Linked DNA regions of Anas platyrhynchos: region 1 is linked to region 2. Evidence: chromatin contacts called from public Hi-C data. All regions are on one chromosome and are shown on one strand. Each heading gives the region's core, a stretch centred on a gene start, on an enhancer-like site or on the middle of the called end of the contact. The rest is flanking DNA. Distances are from core to core; before and after follow the strand shown. Region 1 holds the start of NFRKB (nuclear factor related to kappaB binding protein). Region 2 overlaps APLP2 (amyloid beta precursor like protein 2).

Region 1 (4,298 bases), core at 504-3,003, 110 kb before region 2:
GTAACAGAAAGTCCTCTGAGAATTAGGAATGCACAAACACCAAGACACTTTGTTGTAAAGACAGCCTATTCGTTACAGAACACAAGAAGGCGATGACCAGGCCCCAAAGACAAGATACTCACGTTGCGGGAAGCAAGGATCTGCTTGAGCAGGCGGTAGAAGTACTGCTGCTGAGAGCTTAAGTAGCGTTTGTACTGGGACTTAAAACAGAGCTGCCGGTATTTCACAACTTCAGGATTGAAGTGCCCATCTATAACAAAGAGGTTAAAATTACTTCAGTTTTCATTAACTGCAAGTTAAGAACTTAACACCAAAAATACACAAAAGAGTATCACACTCACTGACCCCGAAAGAGTTTCTGGGCGATGTGCAGTGGATTTCCAAAGCGGAAGTTTTCACCACTGAACAATGCAGAGATGATTTTGTTTTGATGCTCTCGGTTGTTTTCAGGAAAGCGAGGCAGGAATGTTTTTAGGTGGTCTCGCTGCGCGTCTGTCAGCACCTCCTGCCATGTTGACAAGCTGACAACTTCAAAGAAGATCTCAGGCTACAGAAAGGAAAAAACAATAGCAAAGAAAATGTGTACACGTCTTTAACAACTTTCTAGCCCTCAAGGCTTTTTGCAGTTAAGTAACATAGGACATGAGACAGTGTAACACATCAAACACAGAAAGCAACAGTGTAAGGAAAAAAGCCAAGGAAATAAATACTGTTATCAAGTAGCAAATAAATTCAAAACTTTTAACAAACGGAACTTGTATTCTATTCTCAAATATAACTGTAAAATAAAAGGGATCTTTATCTAGAAAAATAATGTGACAGAAAAGTCTTTTAAGAAGTTTTACTGATATTATTCAAGGCACTATTCAACATCCTTTCCAGGAGTCAGAAACATCCCTTTTCAGTTTGCTCTCCCTGGTAAGCCCCAGGACAGGAAGCAAACATACTGTTTGTCAATGCTGTGGGAACATAAAAAGTTTGTAGTGCTACTCACATCCTCCAGAAGGTCCTCGGGCAGACTAACCCTCGTTGTGCCCAGCATGCAGTCCTCCATGATCCGTGTGCCGTTTCCATCCCCGCATGGCCCCAGCTCCAGGGGGTCGGTCAGCATGTGGTCCAGGGAGTCCATCCTCCTCCCTCTGCGGCTCCTGAGCAGGGGCAGCAAACCCTCACCTCACCCACCAGAGCCCCCAGACCAGCTCCATCCCGGGCTGACAACATCTGAGTCAACATTTGGTGAACCCAGGATCCTTGCGGGTCCCTTCCAACCCGGGATATTTTACGATTTTAGGTGTTTTAACACAAGCTGCACAGCCTGCTGAGGGACACAGACCGTGGCTCCCGAGGGGTGCTCTGGCAGAGGGCACACCGGGCCAGCAGCCGCGACCCTCCCAGCATGACAGGAAAACGCCTCACACCGCTTCCCACCCAAAGCCCCAAAGCCCCAACCCTCGCGGCGAAAACACCCCAAAAAACCACCCAAACCCACCAAAACCAGAGCTCCCGTCCCCAGAGCCCCCCACCCCGTCCCCAGAGCCCACCTCCTCACCTCAGCGGCGCCGCCCCCTCCTCACCCCGGGGCCGCGAGGACCGAGGGAGCCGAGCCCAGCCCCAGCCGCCCTCCGCCGAGCCCCGCTGCGGGGGGGTCGCGGCCCGGGGCCGGCGGCGCTGCCCCCTCAGCCGCTGCCCCCCTCAGGCCGCCCGCGGCTCCAGGCCCCGCGCACGCGCCCCATGGCCCCCGCCGCGCCTGCGCAGAGCCGCGGGAGGGAGGGGGGGGGAAGGCGGGCGGGAAGCCGCGTCGCTGCCCCGGCGCCATGTTGGGGCCCGGAAAGGGCAGGGCTCTGGGTGGCAAAAGGCGGTTGAAACCGGAACTGATAAATAAATACATAAATACATGCATCAATAAATAAAGCCCGGTTTTGGATCAATCAATAAATAAAGTCCCTTTTTTCACCCAGGGGAGGCCCGCACAGATCACACTGCTCGGTATTTAGAAAAAAAAAAAAAAAGGAATTTATTAATTTCGTTTTTACACCTGCCAGGTAGCACAAGACTATTAACACTAGAACAGTCACTGAATGTACAATAAACATACACATTTAAATAACAGCGGGCAGAGCGATGTGGGACAGCCACTGCAGCATCCCATGGAAACAACCATGTTTCGTCCCAAGTGCCCCAGCAGTCTGAGAGGTGTATATATTTTTTTTAATTTTAATTTTTAATGGGGTGAGGGTTGAGAAACTGACCCAAAACACCTGCACAGAAAAGCCTGAGGCCCCAGAAGGCCCCATGGCAATTCCCATCTTTGAGCAAATCATGCCCTGTGCAGGTAGCAGAGTACTGCAGCATTAAGCTCCAGCGGGACATCATTTTAAGAGACAAATGTTTGGGGTGGTTCTGGTTAAAAAAATAATAATAAAATATAGTAAATCCTATGCCTTCTGCACTGCAGAAACTGGAAAAAAAAGAAAAAAGAAAAAAAAAAAAGAAAAAAAAAGAAATATTGGCTATTTTTGTTGTGTTTTGTTTTTGTCTTCTTTTTAAAAGCAGTCCCTGTAGCACAGCTGTGCTGTGGGGCTGTTCTGCTCTCTCCCCCAGTCTGGGTAATCACTATATTTTATTACTTTGGAATGAAAATTCACAATGCTTGATTTCCAGGGATGCTTCTCCCCCGATGAGGCATCAGTTTGACTTAAGACACAGTGAATCACTTAATGCTGGTGTCAAGCTGATGGATAAGTATACTACTATTACTGTAGGACAGAGCAGAAACTTTGATAAGGAACATGTGAGTTCAAAGATGCTGTTTTACAGTTGTTTTCTAGAATACCCTGTAGTTTTCAGCTTTAAATAACTGGTACAAGAACAAGCAACCTCATTCTGTGATCCTTTCTAACAAAGTTGAATGTAACAAAATTTTGTTGTTTGTTTGTTTAATCCCACATTTGCAATATTGTTAAAGACAAAGTTTGATCATCTCTAAAGACTGTAGAGCTTTTAAGACTTAAAAAATGCTCCTGCAGAACAGTGCATTTGCAATATCCCATTTCCAAGTTTCCTATTTTCCTATTACTCGTACCACATTTGACTCATGTTATTAATCTAGCAGTCTGAAAATAGACCCTTTTCTTGAAAAAGATGCCACAAGGCAAAGCCAAAACCAAGATCTCCCTTCTGCTCACCCAGATGAACATCGTAATGGCCTGTTACTCAAAAGTGCTCAAGCAAGGACAACTGCAGTTGCTTGGCTGCATTGCTAAAGTAGATGACCTCCCAAATCCATTGAACTGAAGGACTCATCACTGCACTACACTAAATGGGAGCTCAGGTCTTCATTAAAGCTTAGGGATATGGTTTAGTGGGGACTGTTAGCGTTAGTCCAGAGGTTGGACTCGATGATCTTGAGGTCTCTTCCAACCTAGAAATTCTGTGATTCTGTATATTTTACCAATCACGTTAATGCCCCAATTATTAATTAATGCCCCAGTACAGTGGTTGCAGTAAGAGAAGCAGAATACCAGGCACAAATTAATCTATGTTTTGGCAACTCACTTCAAGCTACCTCAAAACAGTTCTGAGCTGTCCAATATTTTAAACAGGATTTATCTCATCACGCACAGTCACTATTTCCATACCATATTTAAAATGTTATTTACTGAAGCAATACATGCTACAAGGCTTTGCCAGCAAGTAACAAGTCATCCACTTTTTCAGTCGGAGTGTTAAGTTCTCTCATGTCTAAGAGCTTTAACTCCGTAAGGCCTGACACCACAACCTGTAAACATGTGTAACACCTACTCACATCGTTAATCCCCATCTCATTCTGTGGGAGTACAAACACAAAAGTTCCAGATTCGTGCTCAATGCAATGTAAGAAGAAATTAGAAAAAAAAAAAATCCTCTCTTAGTTCTTCCGACCTTTCTCAAGGGCCATTAAGACAAAACTTCTTTGTTTTATAAATAAATGTATCCTATGGTACACTGACATTCTGGGATGAGGTTTCAAGCAGAGTGAATGGAGGTTTAGACACAAACAGTATATCCCATCAACAGTAAATGGAGATGTAGTCATATTCTTGCAAATACCAGAATGCATTAAATAACCAACCAACAAGACCCGTGAAGGGGAATTATGTAAGAAAAAAATACACTGCCTTAAAAGATAAAACTTTTTCTTTCTCCTGGTCCCTAAGAATAACGTGAGTTCGGTACGTAGACCAGGTCTACCAAAGCAGGCAACTCGCAGATGGCTTTCTGTGTCCCATAAATAGTGGTCCATTGGTGTTTTTCTTGTA
Region 2 (3,868 bases), core at 1,223-3,722:
GCGTGTGCGTATTTATTTTAAAAATGCTTGAACAGAGTCCTGAGCTTAAAGAAAGCTGTGGACTAAAAGCTTTCCCAGGGACTGAGTCAGAAATCATGCGCAAGCCTTTTTTCCTTTCTCTCTTAATCTCCTTTCTCTGCTATTTTTGTTTTTGTTTTCCCTCCTGCTAGATCCTCAGCCGGATTTGTACCATCCAATGAAAAAAGGTTGGTTCTAAGCTGCTCCCTCACAGTGCTTTCTATCACTCTCCTACCTTCTCTGTGTGCTTGGTAGCTTCATTTTAGTTCCATACTCACCTTTATTTTCATTTCCCTGCCCTCATTTAGATCAGAAACTTTCTGTTTTGTTTGTTTAGGCCTAGTGATAAAGAAATAAGCTAGTTTGAATATCCAATTGGTTCTGTGTTTTCCTCTCTGATGGGCTAGCAAGGTGCCTTAGAATGCATAATTAGTTTCTTTGCCCTCAAGAAAATGTGGGCTTAGCAGTCTGTCTGAAGCCATGCCATATTTTATAAGTCTTTTATTTGTACTCTTGGTCAACAATTCTCAAAATAAACCTTGCATTGCTGGTGGTAAATAGTCCAGAGGCTATTCTGCACGCTGTGGAATCTGTACTTGCCACCTAACAACAGCACTAAACTAGGAATGAGAGTGCCCCCCTAGACATGGGGTGTGTCTCCCAGCTACTTGTCCTCATAGGTATTATGGAGTACAGCTGCTCTGGGACAGGTAAAGTAGGTGATTCCTTTGTGTTTGTCTTCTTAGCATCCCCTTTTCAGGAGTAGCATCTCTCCATACGAGCCAAGTCCTGTGTGATTACACGTTTCTCCTTTAGCTCATTATTGATTGTGCAGTAACAGAGTGCCTGGCTAAAAAGGGTCCGACTGGGCCTTAAAATGGACATAGAAATATTGGTGGTAAATCCTTTGTCAGAGATACAGCCTCAGGTAAAGATCAGGCCCAGCTGATCTGCTAACAGATTTGGTTTCCAGAGCAGAAATGGGAGGCTAATTGTCAGAATACTTTCGCGGAACAGTGGCACGTGAGGTGAGCATGGGGAGTAACCCAGTCATTTTCTTTCGTCTGTCTTTGGTTCCAAATATGTCGTGCAGAATTTCAAAGCAGAATCAAAGGGTTTTGCTAATAACCATTTAATATGAGCACAAAGAACTTTGTAATGTGGTGAAGGCCAGGCAGCTGAACTGTTTTCATTACCAGTAGTAGTTCTTTACAAAGGTCACCTTCATCCCTCTTGTGGAGCAATTCACAGCGAAGTCAGTGCACTGACTGCTCTGGAAAGAACTGTGACAGCCTTTACTTTGATTCTTGATTGATGACTGCTGCGTTGACTTAAAGATGATAAGCGTAAGCTGGTCCTCTCCCCATTTGGGTAAATAAAAGAGTTTCTGATGACTTGGGGACTAAGATTACATCCTGTGTTTCCTTCTTCGTCTTTTCATTGAATTTCACAAAGGGCTGCTAGGGAGTTCTGTTTTGTGTGTGTGTGTGGAGTTTGTTTGTTTTTTCTTTTTTTTTTCCCTAGGAAGTGTATAATCTAAACTGTGCCTTAGAGCTACATAGAACTAGGTCTGTTATTTGGTACAGCGCGCTGTGACAAATAGCAAAGCTCAGTGCAGCAACTGAACTCCCAGCCCTGGAGACTGTTACGTTGGCTCCTGAGAATTGAATAAAGCAGCCATAGGCCAAAAGCCGGCACAGTAGTTCTCTTAAAAACTATTTCTGGTCTGTCCAGAAAATCCAAATCATTGACTTCCATAACAACATGACCTGCTTCAACAGCCGTGGGAAATCAGATGGGCAGTCTTGGCTGTGCTTGGAATCTGATTACTGTCTCCAAAGAACTATAGAGGAAAAAGGGATGCAGTAAAACCCTAGATGCTTCTTTTGGGAGGAGTTGGAGTGAAACATTAGTTTCCTTGGCATTTTTGCGCAGTAAGAAGCTTGTCACAGTAAAAACTTGCCATGGAGCCAAATATCCTTTCCTTTGCATCTCATTAAAGAACATGTGCCAATTTCAGCATGGGTTGACATAATGTCTTAGGCAACCTGCAAGCTCAGCAGTTTGTGGAGAGGTGTATGCAGTCAGTGTTAAGTGCTGTAGTGTATTTCCCCTGCCTCATGCTCCTCATTGGAAGGACCCCGTTGTGCAGGGCTGACATTTCACTGTCCTCCTGCTTTTGCTTTAGGGAGGCATAGATGTTGTGAAGGACATTACATTGTCCGTACTGATAATGGAAAACTTGCAGTCTCCTAACTTGTTATGTTAGGTCAGAGTGTCTTGCATCAGATTGTTATTGATCTGATCTTTCTATAAATGCCTGAGATCAAAACAGTTTATGCAGAGCAGCTGCCTTCTGTTAATTGATATTCTTCTCTTCAGCCTGTAGTAGTTTTAGCCTAGAAGTGGGTGAGTGATGTTCTGGTACAAAGGCTAGTGAAGTACTTTGCTCCTCCTTTGCCTTGGGATTTATTGTTTCTGGACTTGTGCCAGCTACGGGACAGAAGCTCATTACAGAGCTGTGCTGGTTGACCTTGAGATTCTCATTCCCGAGGCGCTTGCTGATGTACTTGATTTCAGAAGAATGGGTGATGCTGACCATGCGGTTGAAAGTCTTCCCTGTGTGCTGATTGTCAGCAGAGGGGAGATGTGCCTTTCCGTTGTGGGGTCATGCGGAGGTGGTGGTGACCCTGGCTGACACTTGCAGAAAAGAATTGCACGCTCACAATTTGTGTTACATGTTGCCTTGGACATTCTAACAGCAGTACTTATAACCGTATGGTATTTCTGGATTTACACTTCAGCCTGTTTTGGTGAGTCCTGTCTGCTTCTCTCATTGCCACCTCATTTCCCTTCATTAACAGAACCTCCCCAATCACTTGTCACTGTAGCATAGCTTATGAGCTCCCCTTCTGACACAACAGCATGAAGACAGCTTAATAATCAGCGGTCCATGCAGTTAAACGCACTAGCCATGGCAGCTCTACAAAGAGTAGGTAATCCTTCCTAAATGTCACTAAGGGCTGACTAATGGTCCTTGCCTTGCTCTTTTGGTGCAGGTTCTGGCATGACAGAGTTGGATGGGCTGATTGGCGCTGAAGAAAAAGTGATTAACAGCAAGAACAAAGTGGATGAAAATGTGGTGAGCCCTCCACCTTTATTTTGTAAAGCAAAGCCTGCCGTGGACACTAATTAATAGCAGTGGCTTATTTCCATGTCTCCTTCCTGCTAGCAGAATGTCAGTGTGTTCATTATCCATATGGTGTGGGGGAGTCAGTTTTCTGACTATTGTAGGCTCTTAATACTGATTAGCATCAGAAGGGTGGGAGGGTGAGGGAAGGAGAGAGATCTGGATCTTTGGCAGTCTGAGCTGGAGAAGTGTCTGATTTAGTAATTGCTTTCCCAAGCAGAGACCCTTTGATACACCTTTATTTTAGCTAGGTAGCTTTCTGTCTGAGTACACTGAATGCTGCTGCATTCCACCTGCCTTCCCACATACTTTTCCTAGCAAGGTACATCTCACCTTCTTGTAAAGGTACATGACCCAGTAGGCAATTAGCTTTATATGCAGTGTAAAAAATTCACTAGGTCATAGTGGCAGCTGTCTTGCCCCAGTTACCTGGCTTAAAAATATATATATAAAAGTGACTTCTTGGAGCCTACTTTCAGAATCATTCTATAGCCATAAGTTAGATGTTACATGACAGAAATGCTGTGTCCAAGGCAGGACCTGCATTTTTAATTCGGGTCTTTAGTTTGAGGTAGTCTAGGCTTCCAAATGGTTGCAGTCAGTAGCTCAGTTGGCTCTAAAAGTTGGAGAAGATCCCACGCTTTAGAGAGCAGGCAAAAA

Evidence for each region. A called contact is a pair of places that touch in the nucleus more often than the background predicts.
Region 1: a contact with region 2 is called in a Hi-C map of F1 follicle, with 2.0 times the contacts expected there. The contact joins the promoter of NFRKB here to the enhancer-like site in region 2. A contact is called at or near these places in 4 of 8 Hi-C or Micro-C datasets (F1 follicle, liver, skeletal muscle and 1 more).

The regions. Positions count from the first base shown.
Region 1 is chr25:4,457,061-4,461,358 of IASCAAS_PekinDuck_T2T, reverse strand. It overlaps NFRKB (nuclear factor related to kappaB binding protein), which reads right to left and starts at 1,753. Exons shown (of 26, transcript XM_027444385.3): 1 at 1,550-1,753; 2 at 995-1,148; 3 at 346-547; 4 at 123-250. The coding sequence starts at 1,129. It overlaps PRDM10 (PR/SET domain 10), which reads right to left. Exons shown (of 22, transcript XM_072027604.1): 22 at 1,998-4,298.
Region 2 is chr25:4,350,340-4,354,207 of IASCAAS_PekinDuck_T2T, reverse strand. It overlaps APLP2 (amyloid beta precursor like protein 2), which reads left to right. Exons shown (of 18, transcript XM_027444200.3): 14 at 171-206; 15 at 3,078-3,160. Among named protein-coding and RNA genes, the nearest start is that of TMEM45B, 41 kb to the right of the region's middle. Within about 2 kb of position 2,472, at least 2 of the 8 cell types and tissues checked have an H3K27ac peak or open chromatin away from gene starts, as enhancers often do. A contact at or near this core is called in F1 follicle, where this site is marked.